Linked DNA regions of Zea mays: region 2 is linked to region 1. Evidence: chromatin contacts called from public Hi-C data. All regions are on one chromosome and are shown on one strand. Each heading gives the region's core, a stretch centred on a gene start, on an enhancer-like site or on the middle of the called end of the contact. The rest is flanking DNA. Distances are from core to core; before and after follow the strand shown. Region 1 holds the start of LOC100283372. Region 2 holds the start of LOC103645752 (choline transporter protein 1).

What was found. A called contact is a pair of places that touch in the nucleus more often than the background predicts.
Region 2: a Hi-C map of bundle sheath shows a contact between it and region 1, with 2.2 times the contacts expected there. The contact joins the promoter of LOC103645752 here to the promoter of LOC100283372 in region 1. A contact is called at or near these places in 12 of 25 Hi-C or Micro-C datasets (bundle sheath, ear, endosperm and 5 more) and 1 of 3 datasets of contacts at active chromatin or transcription factors (seedling).

The regions. Positions count from the first base shown.
Region 1 is chr2:1,374,517-1,381,197 of Zm-B73-REFERENCE-NAM-5.0, reverse strand. It overlaps LOC100283372, which reads left to right and starts at 3,841. Exons shown (of 7, transcript NM_001369661.1): 1 at 3,841-4,126; 2 at 4,734-4,801; 3 at 4,914-5,027; 4 at 5,137-5,299; 5 at 5,381-5,527; 6 at 5,604-5,664; 7 at 5,941-6,327. The coding sequence starts at 4,052. The coding sequence ends at 5,630. It overlaps LOC100282403, which reads right to left. Exons shown (of 7, transcript NM_001371864.1): 7 at 6,553-6,681.
Region 2 is chr2:1,519,165-1,525,845 of Zm-B73-REFERENCE-NAM-5.0, reverse strand. LOC103645752 (choline transporter protein 1) reads right to left here and starts at 3,858. Exons shown (of 10, transcript XM_008670454.3): 1 at 3,255-3,858; 2 at 1,575-1,933; 3 at 1,307-1,452; 4 at 881-1,064; 5 at 693-766; 6 at 499-612; 7 at 26-382. The coding sequence starts at 3,457.

The sequences.
Region 1 (6,681 bases), core at 2,592-5,091:
ATTGCTGTTGGGGATGGCTGCTGTCGATGGGCGCACCGGATAGTCCGGTGTGCCAGCCACGTCACCCAACCGTTAGGGTTCGGGAGCTTCTGACCGTTGGAGGCTTTGTATTCTAGTGGCACCGGACAGACCGGTGTTGCACCGGACAAGCACTGTTCATTGTCCGGTGTGCCTCTGACAACTGCTCTGACTTCTGCGCGCACTATTCGCGCAATGTTCATCTGATTCGTGCTTTTGCAGTCGACCGTTGCGCCGAAGAGTCGTTGCTCCATTGGTGCATCAGACAGTCCGGTGAATTATAGCGGAGCGCGCCCTGAGAAACCCGAGAGTGGAGAGTTGGACGTTGTACGGTCCTGGTGCACCGGACACTGTCCGGTGGCACACCGGACAGTCCGGTGCGCCAAACCAGGGCGCTCTTGGTTTTTTGCTCCTTTGTTTTTGAACCCTTTCTTCAATCTTTTATTGGTTTGTGTTGAACCTTTATGCACCTGTAGAACATGTATTCTATAACAAACTAGTTAGTCCAATATTTGTGTTGGGCATTCAACCACCAAAATTATTTATAGGAAAAGGTTAAACCCTATTTTCCTTTCAGATTTGACCCAGGGTTTATTCGTATGGAGTGCTCAGTGACTTCCCTCGGGATGCCCTTCATGTCAAAGGGTTTCTAGACAAAAAAATCTTTTCTGTACGGAGAAAGTCGACGAGCGCGCTTTCCTATTTTGGAGGAAGGCTAGAGCCGGTACGTACCATCCACATATCAGTGCACTTAGGGTCCAAGGGTATCTTCTTTACATCGTTCACTGGTTTGAAGGTCGGACCGATCCTTTTCACGTCGTGCGGTTGTTCGTCCGTGGCCTGCAATATCCCCAAGAGCTCCTGCTTGGTGGTGGTTCCCTTAGTTAGGTCGCATCACTTGACCTCGCATTCGTACGCGTGGCGTACCATGGTGCCCATAATGATGGTGCCTATGGGGCCCGACATTTTGGGCTTCTGGTAAGTGTAGTTGGGGATGGCCATGATCTTCGCGTAACAAGCTCGCCCAAGAATGGCGTGACATGTCCCTTGAAATCCGACCACTTCGAAGTGAGGGTCTCAGTCCTGAAGTTGGTCAGCGTCCGGAAGGTTGTAACCGGGAGGTCAATTCGCTCGAGCGGGGTCACCCGCTTTCCCAGGATGACCTCGTGAAAGGGTCCTCCCGTTGGTCGGAGGTGGCCTGGTCTAAGCCCATGACGTCGAGCGTAGCAGGGTAAAGGATGTTGAGCCCGTTCCTCCATCCATCAACACCTTCGTAAGTCGTACCGACCCCATGATGGGACCGACAATGAGTGGGTATCATCCGGGTCGGGGGATATGCTTCGGGTTGTCGGCGCGATCGTAGGTGATGGGTTTAATGAGGACATGATCGAGAGCAACTCAATCCTTTTGTACACAAAACTTACTGGAAAGGGACACATGCTCATTAGTAATTGTTCCAAAAAAGTCTGAATGTTCATTACATTTCTTCAAAAGTCTGAATAGAATATCTGAAGGAACACATATGCAAATTAGTAACTGTTCTATGATTTAGTTGTTTACTTGTTCGACAGGCCTGTATTATATATCTCCATAGTATTTAAGTCCCCCTTTGCTTCTATCATAGGCAGTTTGCACAATGTGGTTTATTTCCCTTTAATTAATTGCAGGCTGCATTGTTTAACTAGACTGAAATTGCTCTTGTTTTCATGGACCATAGCGGCAAATGTTGAAAGCAAAAATGGGCAAGGTAGGTTCCTTTTACTGTTCATAAGCCTATTTTGTGTGGTAACATTGTTGATGTTTGTTACTAAATCACTGTCATCCAAGTGTTCCTATAATCGATTAATCGAAATTGCTGTCAGGAACACCCTCCCAGTCTATTGTTCGAATTCTAATTTGCCCCCAAGCACTCGAAAAAATGTTCACTATAAAGCAAAGGAGGAGCGAGTATGCACGGATGGCAAAGTGGCTTGAGTTCCATGATCAATTGTCATCACCATCAGTTACTCACCCAATTTTGAAATTGAAGTAGAGATAGTTATCTCAGTGTGTGGAACTGCTAACCTCATCAATCAATACGTTGCGTAGGGGAACCTCCTTTGGACTAAGCTCCAGCAATGCTACAGTACAAAATGCAACAACTGATGGAGGAGCTTGCGCCTTCGAATAGACCACTAGGGTGATGCTAACTCTTCTATCACTGATTTACATCAGGTGAATTAGTGATGCTAACTCTTCCAATTACTATTTGATCGATAGGTTTAATGAAGACATGATCTAGAGCTTTGGTTATCGTTCTACTGACAAGAAAGATGTTGACGACAAAAAGGATTGAGTGTTTCAGCTGACGAAGTACGTAATGCAGTTATGGAAGGTTAATAGATGAACCACTCAAGATTTTCTTATTCATTCTAGATTTCATTTGATCGTACTACTTGTCACTTAAGTAATGGACATGAGCAGTTTTTCTGCAGATTTGACTGAATCAATGATAAAAGGTTTAGTGTTTGGCATTCTTACTTCTAATAGCCCCAATCTAAAGTGATTGGTGTTGATAATCATGCAATTTTTTCTTCGTGTTTCTATTTCTCCTGTATGCTCTAGGCATATTGTGCACTAACATTTTATCAAATGATAATCTATGTGTCGTTGCAACGTACGTGCAACTAACTAGTAATAATACTAATCATGGACACAACCTCCTGTCGAGATAACTACTCATGACATAGCTTCCATTCGTGATTGTAGATTTGGATCGATTTTGTTCTTATGCGCTTCACCCCACTGCCATGCCCGGAGATCCCACACCACTACATCAGCCAGGTTCTTGGTGTAGAGCGCCTGCTTTGCCTCCATGGGCCCTCGTTGAAATAGCACACCCTGCAGAGCATGCCGACACATGAGCTCCTTGGGCATGCTGCAGAGAGGACAACAGAGGCGACAAAGAAATGATGTCGTGGTGGAAGATGGACGGGACAGACTCGAAACCATAGTCTACCAGGCTTTTCGCCCCCAACTTGGTGTCATCGAACGCCTGCAACCCGTGCCAGTGGTCGTCGATGTAAACATTGTCCTTGGTGGCGGTCGAAGCCATTTTTGCAGCGATGGGCAGGGGGCCTTCGGTCAGCGGGGGAGAGGACGCGTGACGACGAGGAGTGGGACCAGCTGAGGCATAGGAGGAGCGGCAGCGACGACGGATAGGATTGGGAGAACAAGGGCGTGCGGAAAGTTGCGCACGGAAGGATAGTTTTTTCGCACGCGGGAAGATGGGGTCAATAAATAGGATCTATTGGAGGGTTGTTTTATTTTATTTTTCCTAAATTAAATATTCAGGAATATTGGGATCAGTTAGAGCATCTCTAAACGACTAGCTAAATGGTCTGTCAAGCCAAATTTTGGCTATTGATTTACTAAACAACGAAATAACTATCCAACAAACTAGTTATCAGACTCACCAATCTATCTGACTTTTCAAATTGGCTTCTTCACTGGTACTTGGCTAGCCACTTTGACTAGCCAAACTAGATATATATTGTGTTGGACTGAGAGATGCTACATATAGAATGTAATATTTATGATAAGTTAAATAAATAGTTAAATAAAGAGTTAAAAATGAAGAGTCATTTGAGATGCTCTTATACCTATTTTAGCCTCGCAGAAGCCTTGTAGTTATAGAGTAGAGAAACAGGGAAAAGGAAAAAGAAAAAAACCCTAAAAAAGATATGGAGAAAAAGGAAAAAAAACCACAAGCCCAATCAGCCCAACACGTTAAACCTAACTGCCTCTCCTGTCTCCCAGTCTCTCGCCGCTCGCCTCTCAGCCGCCGCGTGCCTCCCAGTCTCCCGCCCTCGCCTCTCTCTTCCTCTCCTCTCTCCCTGCGCGCCGCCGCCGTGCCTCGCCTTGCCCAGAGACTAAGGCGCCAGGATAGTATAAATTTAGTTCACGTGATTGTGGACTTCTCGCCTTTTGGATTCAACATTTTCTGCTTCTCAGCTCTGGAATACAGAAGTGCCATTGTGGGCTCAAGAGGATAATGTACGGGAGGCGTGCATCGCAGCTGCTGAAGGAGATCGACTCCTCTGAGGCTGGCCAGCTCGTGCCATTCAACGTAATTCCAGCTTCTGTACTCACTTGTGGTTACGAATTTGGAATCATAGGGAATGCTGCTTGTATCTCGTTTATGTCTATTACAAGCCGCAATTTTGTATTATCTGATGTGTTCTGTGTTCGATGGGTGAATTGAGTGTCGAAAAACTCCTATATCCTCAGTTGAAAGTTTTACTTTACTTCCGTGGTAGTCTGGTAGCACCTCAAAAATCATAAACCGTCAGATCAAATATTGTTGGTTTGGCTGACAGATGTGCCTGCAATTGTGTGCCTTTTAAATTCTTCTCCCTTCTAAACATGTTAGTTAGTACGTGCCATCTAGATTTGGAAAAAAATCATATGGGACCTGGTTTAATTCTCTATCAAGTTAAACCCTACCCATACATATGAATTTAGATAAAAAAAGATCACTACATGTTTCATTAATTCATAATCATATTTTTACCATGTGGGTACTACTTTGTCATTATATAGTGCCAGAAAACCTAAAATGGTTCGAAATATTTTATACGTACTACTTTTCCATTGTCAGAGGCAGCGTGACTTTGATAGCCACAGTTCCTTTTTAGTTTCTTTGGTACATAACATGCAATCTCTGAAATGTGCAGAGTGACGTGTTTGATCAAGTGATTAGAGAGTGCAATGAGCACAACTCACAATTTCAATCGTTGATCAGGTAAATTTTACCCTACTAGAATGTTGGGTTGCTGACCATCTTGATTCAAATTTACCCTGATTGATAGGCGTTTCAAATGCACAGTTTACTGACTAGGCCTGGTTTAGTACAGGAAAATGGTGGAGCAAAACTTAGATATCGAGACAACTAGAAATGAAGATCACTATGGTGCAGCTATCCACCATCTTTCCCTGCTCCGTAACAAAAGATGCCTTATGGCTTACATGTACAAAACTAAAAGTTCACAGCTGAGCTAACTTTCTGTTTTATGCTGATAATACATGATTAAAATTGAATTCGTGTGTACTGAAGCTGAAAGAATTACATCCAAACAGGTACAACCGAGCAGAAGTTATCCAGAGTTTTAGATGGAAAATTGGCCCTGTGCTTCCTCATGACATACAAGAAAAGCTCCATTTCTCAGAAAAGGAGTACTTCAAGAACCACTCTGCAGCCATTAAATCATACATATCAGAGATGGATATAGATTTGACAGTGGTACGGAGTTTTTTCCCCTTTTTCTATTTCTTATGCTTTCTTAGGGATGAAATCCCAGACTCCTTATACCTTTTATTACAGGACATGGTTCCTCCCAAGGATCCTTACATTCAGGTTCGGGTGCTGGAGGACATTGGTGAAGTATCGCTCGGTGACCATTCTGTGTCATTGACCAAGAACTCACTCCATTTCCTAAGGCGCACAGACGCTGAACAGTTTATATCACAGGTTTGCTCTCTGTTTCTTTGTGATGACCTTGTATCACTGTCCCCTTTGGTGATAATATGATGCGAGCTTACTACAGGGTCTTATGGAAGAATTTCTGGAGTAGGGATCACATGTATGAATGTATGATGGTACAATAGGTATGACTCATCATTGCATTTTTTATCTTACTTGAGATGTGTTTTCAGTGGTGCGGTAGTTCTGTAGTGTTCTTCAAGGGCCAAAGCTTACTTCTCTTAGATCAGTAAAGACATGATATTCCGTGCATATGGTTTGTTCCGCCGTTGCAGCTAAGCGCATAGATATTCGGTTTAGGGTGTTTATAGGTACCAACTTTGAAGTGTCTCCTGTACTTGGACCTGCTTCTTAAACTACGCATGTGTGAGCAGTGAGCTGATTATCTATTTATCTTTCAGGATGGTGCACTGCCCTCGTTCTCCCCAGCGATGCTGCCTGATGCCCTATTTGCAACAATGAAAAGACGCGTTCTGTACCAAGGAGCTTCTTAACTAGTCGCTGGACGATGATTTCGAAAGTTGTGCAGGCAGTCCTATACTAGATTCATTGCCTCTATTTACATGTGGATGACTTTTAGTTAGTGTGCCATCCAAGAAAGCAGATGTTGCAAACATTGTAACTTGTGTATTAACATTGGTTTTGCTGGTAGATTTCATATTTGTGTTTCCAAGATTCCATGTAATCAAGAAAAAAAATGAAATCTTGGTTGAAACAGTCTTTCACAGTGAGGAGTTAGTTTCATTTTATAGCTAACATGCAAGAGACAATATGTCTAGTTAACATTTCATCTATTTCTCCATTAATTGCTTGCCTCATCATCTAAACTGTTGACATGTCACATCATTTATTAATGAGAATGAAACCTTTATAAAACTGTCATTGAGAAACTTGATTCTCTTTTGTATTTCTTGCACTCAATGTGGTAATTAGGACAGACCACTTGTGTCTGTATGTATCACCTACCTAGGAGATGCTTGATTGGAAACCACCAGACGATGATGCTAGTTATATGTCCGCACATCCTTTTCTTCCCATTTGGGCTTGCATTGGTGTCCAGCATGATTCTTTTGATTAAAGCAATACATGTATCTTCCCAACACTAATACTATCCTTTGACAACTGGTTCGATGAGGACGATA
Region 2 (6,681 bases), core at 2,609-5,108, 140 kb before region 1:
ATATTTCAGACTTCCAGGTGCTTACTGATATTTCACCACGCGCCCAGTAGTATGAAGCAACTGATCCCGCAACCACAGTTGAAGAGCATGCGAGAATGAATTGAGTCGCCCAGTAGCAACCAAATAAGTGAAATAGAATGGCAATGCTGATATGAGGGGTGTAATGGATGCTGTACCCACAGCAGTTGTCACAATTTACTTTTCCCAGCTTCAGATCATATGAACAACAATCAGTATTGCAATCATTTCGGACAACTTGACCAGAGCTGAAGAGATGGAGTGTAGCAGAAAACCAGAACATATACAAGATAGAAAGGATCAGGCACGGCAAAAGTGGAAAAGCTATCAGTGCCTGAACTTCACCAATGACCTTTGCAGCAACCTGAAGCCATGTGTAATGGTTATTGGTAGGAGCTATCAGCTATCACATTCGAAATATAGAGGTGATTATTAATGCCCCTATGCAATACTTGTCATGTATCCAACGATTTTGCTTACCTTTAAGACAGGTGTTGCTATCAGTATACGGCGGACAATAGCTATTGAGGACAGGAAAGCAATGATCATTACTGCTGTCATTAGGATTGTAATAGTATGAAGGTGACTTATTTCCTGGCAAGAAGATGGACTATAAGATTTCAAGCAGAAGCAGATATGTCTTGCAACAGATTGATTCAGATGGAGATACTTACCCGTCCACTTATGTGAACATATGGATCACTTTCACCAATGACAACAGTTAAGGGGTCATTGCCTATCCAGCCAGCTGAATGTTTGATGCAGCAGTTGCAGGAAGTGAACCATGGATTAGGTATGTGTGCAAAAAGCTTTCTTTGTGAATAAATACCTTGTAACTAGGAAGTGGAGCAGTGAATCATACCTTTGATGTAAAAGAACATCGTTACAGATATAACAAGGGCATTGAAGAGGACTACTGTAATCCAAGTCATGGCAGCAACGAAATAACGAATCATAAGCAACCAGATAACTGACAGGAAAACAGGGAGAATTCCACCACAAACGATGAACACAGGCCAGGACTTCCCAATGTCTGCAATATATCTCTGCAGTAGAGGATAAACCAATTGAAGTATGTAACATGCTATATACATTAGGCCGCAGCAGGATTTTCTTTAAATGCAACAGAATAGTTATCAATCTTGAGTTGAGCAGGAATTTGACATGTGTAGTTTAAAGCAAATTCAGGATGAACCATTTGTCATTTGATGCCATACAAAACAGGAACGCTTTGTGAAGATAAAAATGATTAGGCAGGCAAGAAAAATATACCAAAAAGTTTACAAACCTTTAATACAGCAGATCTAGAATCGATGGCCTTGTGCACTGTTTTATCAATGAGGATATTTTCATCAATGCTGACACCACCCGTCTCATGCCAGTGCTTCAAAGAAACATTGGATGCACGTGCAATAAATTGGCAGCTCCAATAGACTAAAGGGGAAGAAAATTGAAATGCTTATCTCACGGTTACAGTATGAATTTACAGAATAAATAAGTCATGCCACTCTATCTAACCCTTATAACTTTTAAAATGACGGCAGGATTAATATTACCATTTACAGTTGGAAATATTATAGGGTAGCATGGACCCTGGAGTTGAAGTGAGCTATTCTTCATGTCTGGTGTGAGAAACTCATAATAGTCATAGTCCCTATTGATCCAATCATCAACAGAGAGGTCTATGTTCCCTTCTGGATAATCACAAATATAGTTCAATCCATCTACAGCTGGATTTGGGCACTCCATCAGGCAGATGGCTTTGGCATCAGCCAGGTTAACCTTGCTGTTCTTGAGTCCACTTTGGTAGACTTGATTCGGATTCATCCAGTATCTAACATCCAGCTCCTGCAAATTTGGGTTGCCATGCTTATCGCCACAAACGTTCCCTTTGTAGTCCAGTTCATAAGTCAGCCTGTGTGGTCATAGCACAGGATGTTATCTTTTGTTAAACTGCCGTAGATGCAGAAATTAACAATATCGATCAATCTTCCATTACAGCCAGTCAGTCTGTTTGATAGTGCTTGGAGCTGCTTTCAGCTAAATATAAATCTTAACTGATGGAGCGGGAACTCCAACAACCAACCAGACATCAACAACAGTTGGTTGCATGGACAAAGACAGCACAAGCAACTAGAAAATAGCATCAGCATCTGGACCTAAAACACAACTGCTGCATAAGAAACATGTAATGGTGGTAAAATGGTGACTGGTGACAGCATACTGGTTGTATGAATACTCAAGAAGATCCACAACACTGGATTTTATCCCTAAAAACACATTGTTTAGGCCTTGTTCGGTTATTCCCATCATACATGTATTGGATGGGATTGGAAAAAATTTAGAAGAACTTTGACTTGCTTGGGATTTAAACTCACTCAATCCACATGGATTTAGAGCTAACCGAACAAGCCCTTATCAGGCCGGGCTTTCACCTGCTTTCTGCCTTTGAGAGAATATATGACCACCAACTTTCACCTGCTTTCTGCCTATGAGACCATAACTTTTTAGCTGTATCCTGTATTGCTGGGTTTTAGGTAGGCGATACAATTCCTTGGGCCACAAGCTCCTTTATACTAGTATAAGCAGTAAAGGCTCTATCTTTTTTTACTTCTTTCTTTCTTTCTTTCCTTCTTTCTTTTGCCTCTCTAAAGCTAAATCCGGTTAGACTAACGAAGCAAGACAAAGATTCGCTCCACACTACAAATAACATACTAGTAAGTAGTAACTAAGTGGTACACGTTGTATTGTAGGAGTATTCCTTAGGGGGTGTTTGGTTTCATTTTATTCTATTTTAGTTCCTAAATTATCAAATATAAAAACTAAAATAGAGTTTTTGTTTCCATATTTAGCAATTTACGAACTAAAGTGGAATGTTAGTCCCTAGATACCAAACACCCCTTTAGGCCATAGCAAGCAAGATCCGCAACTTTGGTAAATCCTCAACATTGCTTGTTGTTTCATTATTAGAGCAAGAACAAAATCCAGAGACAAGCGGTTTCACCCAATTTTGGTATCGATCTAATTTTCGGGAGCCTCCCACACTCCAAAAGCAGAGTTCTTGAAAAGTGTGTGTCTCTCAGTTCTCAAAGAGATGAGAGCAGCCGAAATTGAGGTGACCAAACTCAAAGCGAGTCGTCGCCGAGGCATCTCACAACCACCGGCAGCACCCAGGCTCAGCTAGGAAGATCGAGCGCAGATCTTGAGGGAGAGGGGGGGCAGCGAATCTGACTGACCTGAGCGGGTTGCCCTGGTTGAAGCCGAAGCTGGAGTTGACAATCATGGCGACCCAGAAGGCGGCGAAGAGCACGAGAACGGCGATGTCGCGGCACCTGCGGTCGTGGCGTATAATGCCGCCTCCGGCGCCGCCTCCCAGCTGCTCGTCGCCGCCGGCCGCCGACGGGTAGCGGCCGATGATCGCGCCGAGGGGCCCTCCCATTCCGCCGCCACCCGCGGCGCCTCCTTTGGTGCTCTCGCCTAGCCTAGATGCGTGCGCTAGCTCCTTGCTTGCTCGCTCGTGCTCGACTCGATTCGGATTCGGCGCGGTGGTTTTGGCGTGAGCGAGTGGGGAAGCGAGTGATCTGTGCCTGGTGCTGGTGGGGACTGGGAGTGAACAGTGGAGAGTGGAGGGGAGGCAGCGAACAGCGAGGGGCAGCAGGAAGAGAGGTTTTGGGCTTTTCCTACCCGGCCGCCGGCCTGTCCTGTGAAAAGGAGGTCCGCCACTTTCTGGTCGGCTGCTCTGCACGGCGCCTCAGCCCTCAGTCACATGCGCTCCACCTACCCGCAGCGTCGCGTTCATGAGTCACTCACCGCAGTCAATGGATTTGGACGACGGTCCGTGTTACTGTGGTCGAGATGGATCCGGATATTTATTTGGATGTTAAATTTTTTTTTCTTTTTTAATTGTAAATGAATAATATTTATAATTTACTATATAATTTATATTCTGAGTCCCTCACTCTATTTTATTATATTTTAACATCTAAATTGTAAATATTTATAGTTTTAGTTTCTGTATTTAGCAATTTATAGACTAAAATAAAATAAAATAGAGGGACTAAAAATTAATCACTATAAATTAAACACTCCCTAATAGATTCATACCGTATTTGATGTATGTGTTTATATTTGTGGCTAGATTCACTGCATTAGTTGAGTTTAAATATAGGTACGAGGATGGGTAAGGTGCTGAAAATAGCCTGAGATTGTGTATATTTGATTGTGTATGTTATCATGTAAAACATTGTTTTACACTATAGTACTATCTTTCCTTGCCACGTGGTGCCCTTAGACCTGCCCATGCGGTGGGGTCGGGTGTCGTTCTCCGTGTGGCCTAGAGACGTCGTACGTGTACAACGTCTTCATACTATAGAAGAGGGTACCCCTGATCCAGGGTACCGACAGTGGCCCCCGGGCCCGCCTCAGGGAGGATGCGAGCCTGTAGGTGGGGGCAGAGTCTGATTAGCGGTTGGCCTGCTGCTCCTGCGCGCCTGTTGACGCAATTACTACCGGCCTGCCTATGGTCATGCCGACTGCCACGCTTATTCCCACGGTTGACTGGCCCGTGGCCTTCGTACCTAATGTCACTGTTGGGCCATGCATGAGATGCCTTGAGTCGCTGCACTGGTTCTGAAAACTTATCTTTTCAGTCTTCCGCGACGGCCCCGAGAAGACGTGGTATTGGCGCGAGCGGCGGTGTGATTTTTCCGCACCCAGTAACCGGCGCGCCTGTTGCTTGACGTGTGGGCCTGGGCCCCCATGTTGGACCACTGGTTGCAGCGAAACTGAGGGGGGCGCACAACCGCGGGGCGTTTGTACGCTTCCTGCGTGGCGGTTCGCCTTTTTGACCGCTGGTTGCCTCGAAAATGAAGGGGTGCATAACCACGGGGCAGTTGCACGCTCCTTGTGCGGTGGTTCGCCTTCTTCATGCTTCGGGCCAGTTTGTATGACATGTGGGGCCTGGCCCCCGTGTCATAGGGTGGGAACCCTGGTGCACGTCAGGGGAGACTTTGCCCGTGACGCTTCGGGGCGCGAGTGGGGAAATCTGCCTTTAAAAAGGGGTCGATCTCCCGGGCAGTAGCCATGCCTCGCTCCTCTTGCATTCATCGCGCCCTTCCGCCTTCCAGGCCTCCAGATGAGGTGCATCGGTGTTTTCTAGAGGGATCCACGTCAGGGCCACCTCCTCCGGCGATCTCACCGCCGGAGAGCTCGCGCTCATGGTGGTGTTGTCGATCTTGTCTTCTTCTTGCTGTTGTGAGAGGAGCGCAACCCCGTGGGGGTTGGCGCTGTTCCGCCATCGCTCGGCTTAAAGGATTTTCATCATGCAGCTCGGCTGCAATCTCTCGCTAGTGGTCATCTAGAGGGATGACCACCAGCCTTGTGGTGGAGAGAAGCGAGTCGGGCTGTGGCCTCCCCCTGCCCTCAACTTCAAGGATGTTCATCATCCGCACTAGGGAGGAGGGCGAGCCGAGCTAGGGTCCTGCCTTCCGTATGGGCTGGCGACCCGCTTCTTCCTCCAGCATTCAGGGGAGAAGCGCGTCCACCAGCCTTGCGGAGGAGGCGAACCTTGGGTACACGGGGCCGGCCGGTTGCAGGCGCCATCAGCTGCCGCGTGCCCGGTTCCTCGGCTTGGGTGGCTTCGGCGCCGCCTCCGACGCTGCCTCCTGCCGTTTGGTTGGGGCGTGGTTGTCCGTCCACCGCACGAGCGACGGTCGCGCCGTGCGCAGGTCCGCCACATCCATGACGTCTCCCGCGCCGCCGATCGTACTGCTCTGACGTCGCCCCGGAGGGTTGTACAAGATGTCGTAGGCCGTAAGGGGTGGCGGCCGCGTTCTTGGATGGTCTTGTCCTCACTCCCGTGGGAGGACGGGAGCGAGGACCTCTTTGCGCATGCTGAGGCAGCCGCCGCCTACCGGTGCAGAGGTGGCCGCTGTCGTCGGTGCTAAGGTGGTCGCCGCCGCTGGTGAGGCTGCCCATTGCAGAGGTGGTTGCCTTCGCTGGCGAGACCATCAGTGCCACCTACCGCCGAGCCCCCAACTCTTTGGCTTTAATGGCCTCGTTGTCGCCCCCCGTAGGAAGACGGGGGCGAGGACCTTTTCGCAATGGCGCACACGCTGGGGTGATCGCCACTGCTGGTGAGTCGTCGGTGCAGAGGTGGTCGCCGCTGTCGGTAGGGATGGCAATGGGTACATACCCGTCGGGTAGTACCATTCCATACCCGTACCCATCAAAAAAAATTCTACCCGTCAGGTTACCCATATATACTCGCGGGTATAAAATCTTACCCATACCCGTACCCGCGCGAGTACTTTTACCCGTCGGGTAACCCGTACCCGCTAGGAAAGAATTAAATTCCAATATACCAATCACTCAAAATATTAGATAAACATAAAAAACAACTTCGATTTCACATATAACAAATCATATGATTACATAACTTGGTATCTAGACAAATGATAACTAGAGAAGGGTTTTATTCTAGCTAAGTTGGACTCTATTAGATGTTTATAGTGCTATCGATGCGGGTATATTTTACCCACGGGTAGACGGGTATGGGTAGTACCAACCCGTACTCGTACCCGTCTACCCAACGGGTAGAGGTTTTTACCCATTAACATACCTGCGGGTAGAGAAATCATCCTGTACCCGCCTTCATATCGGGTA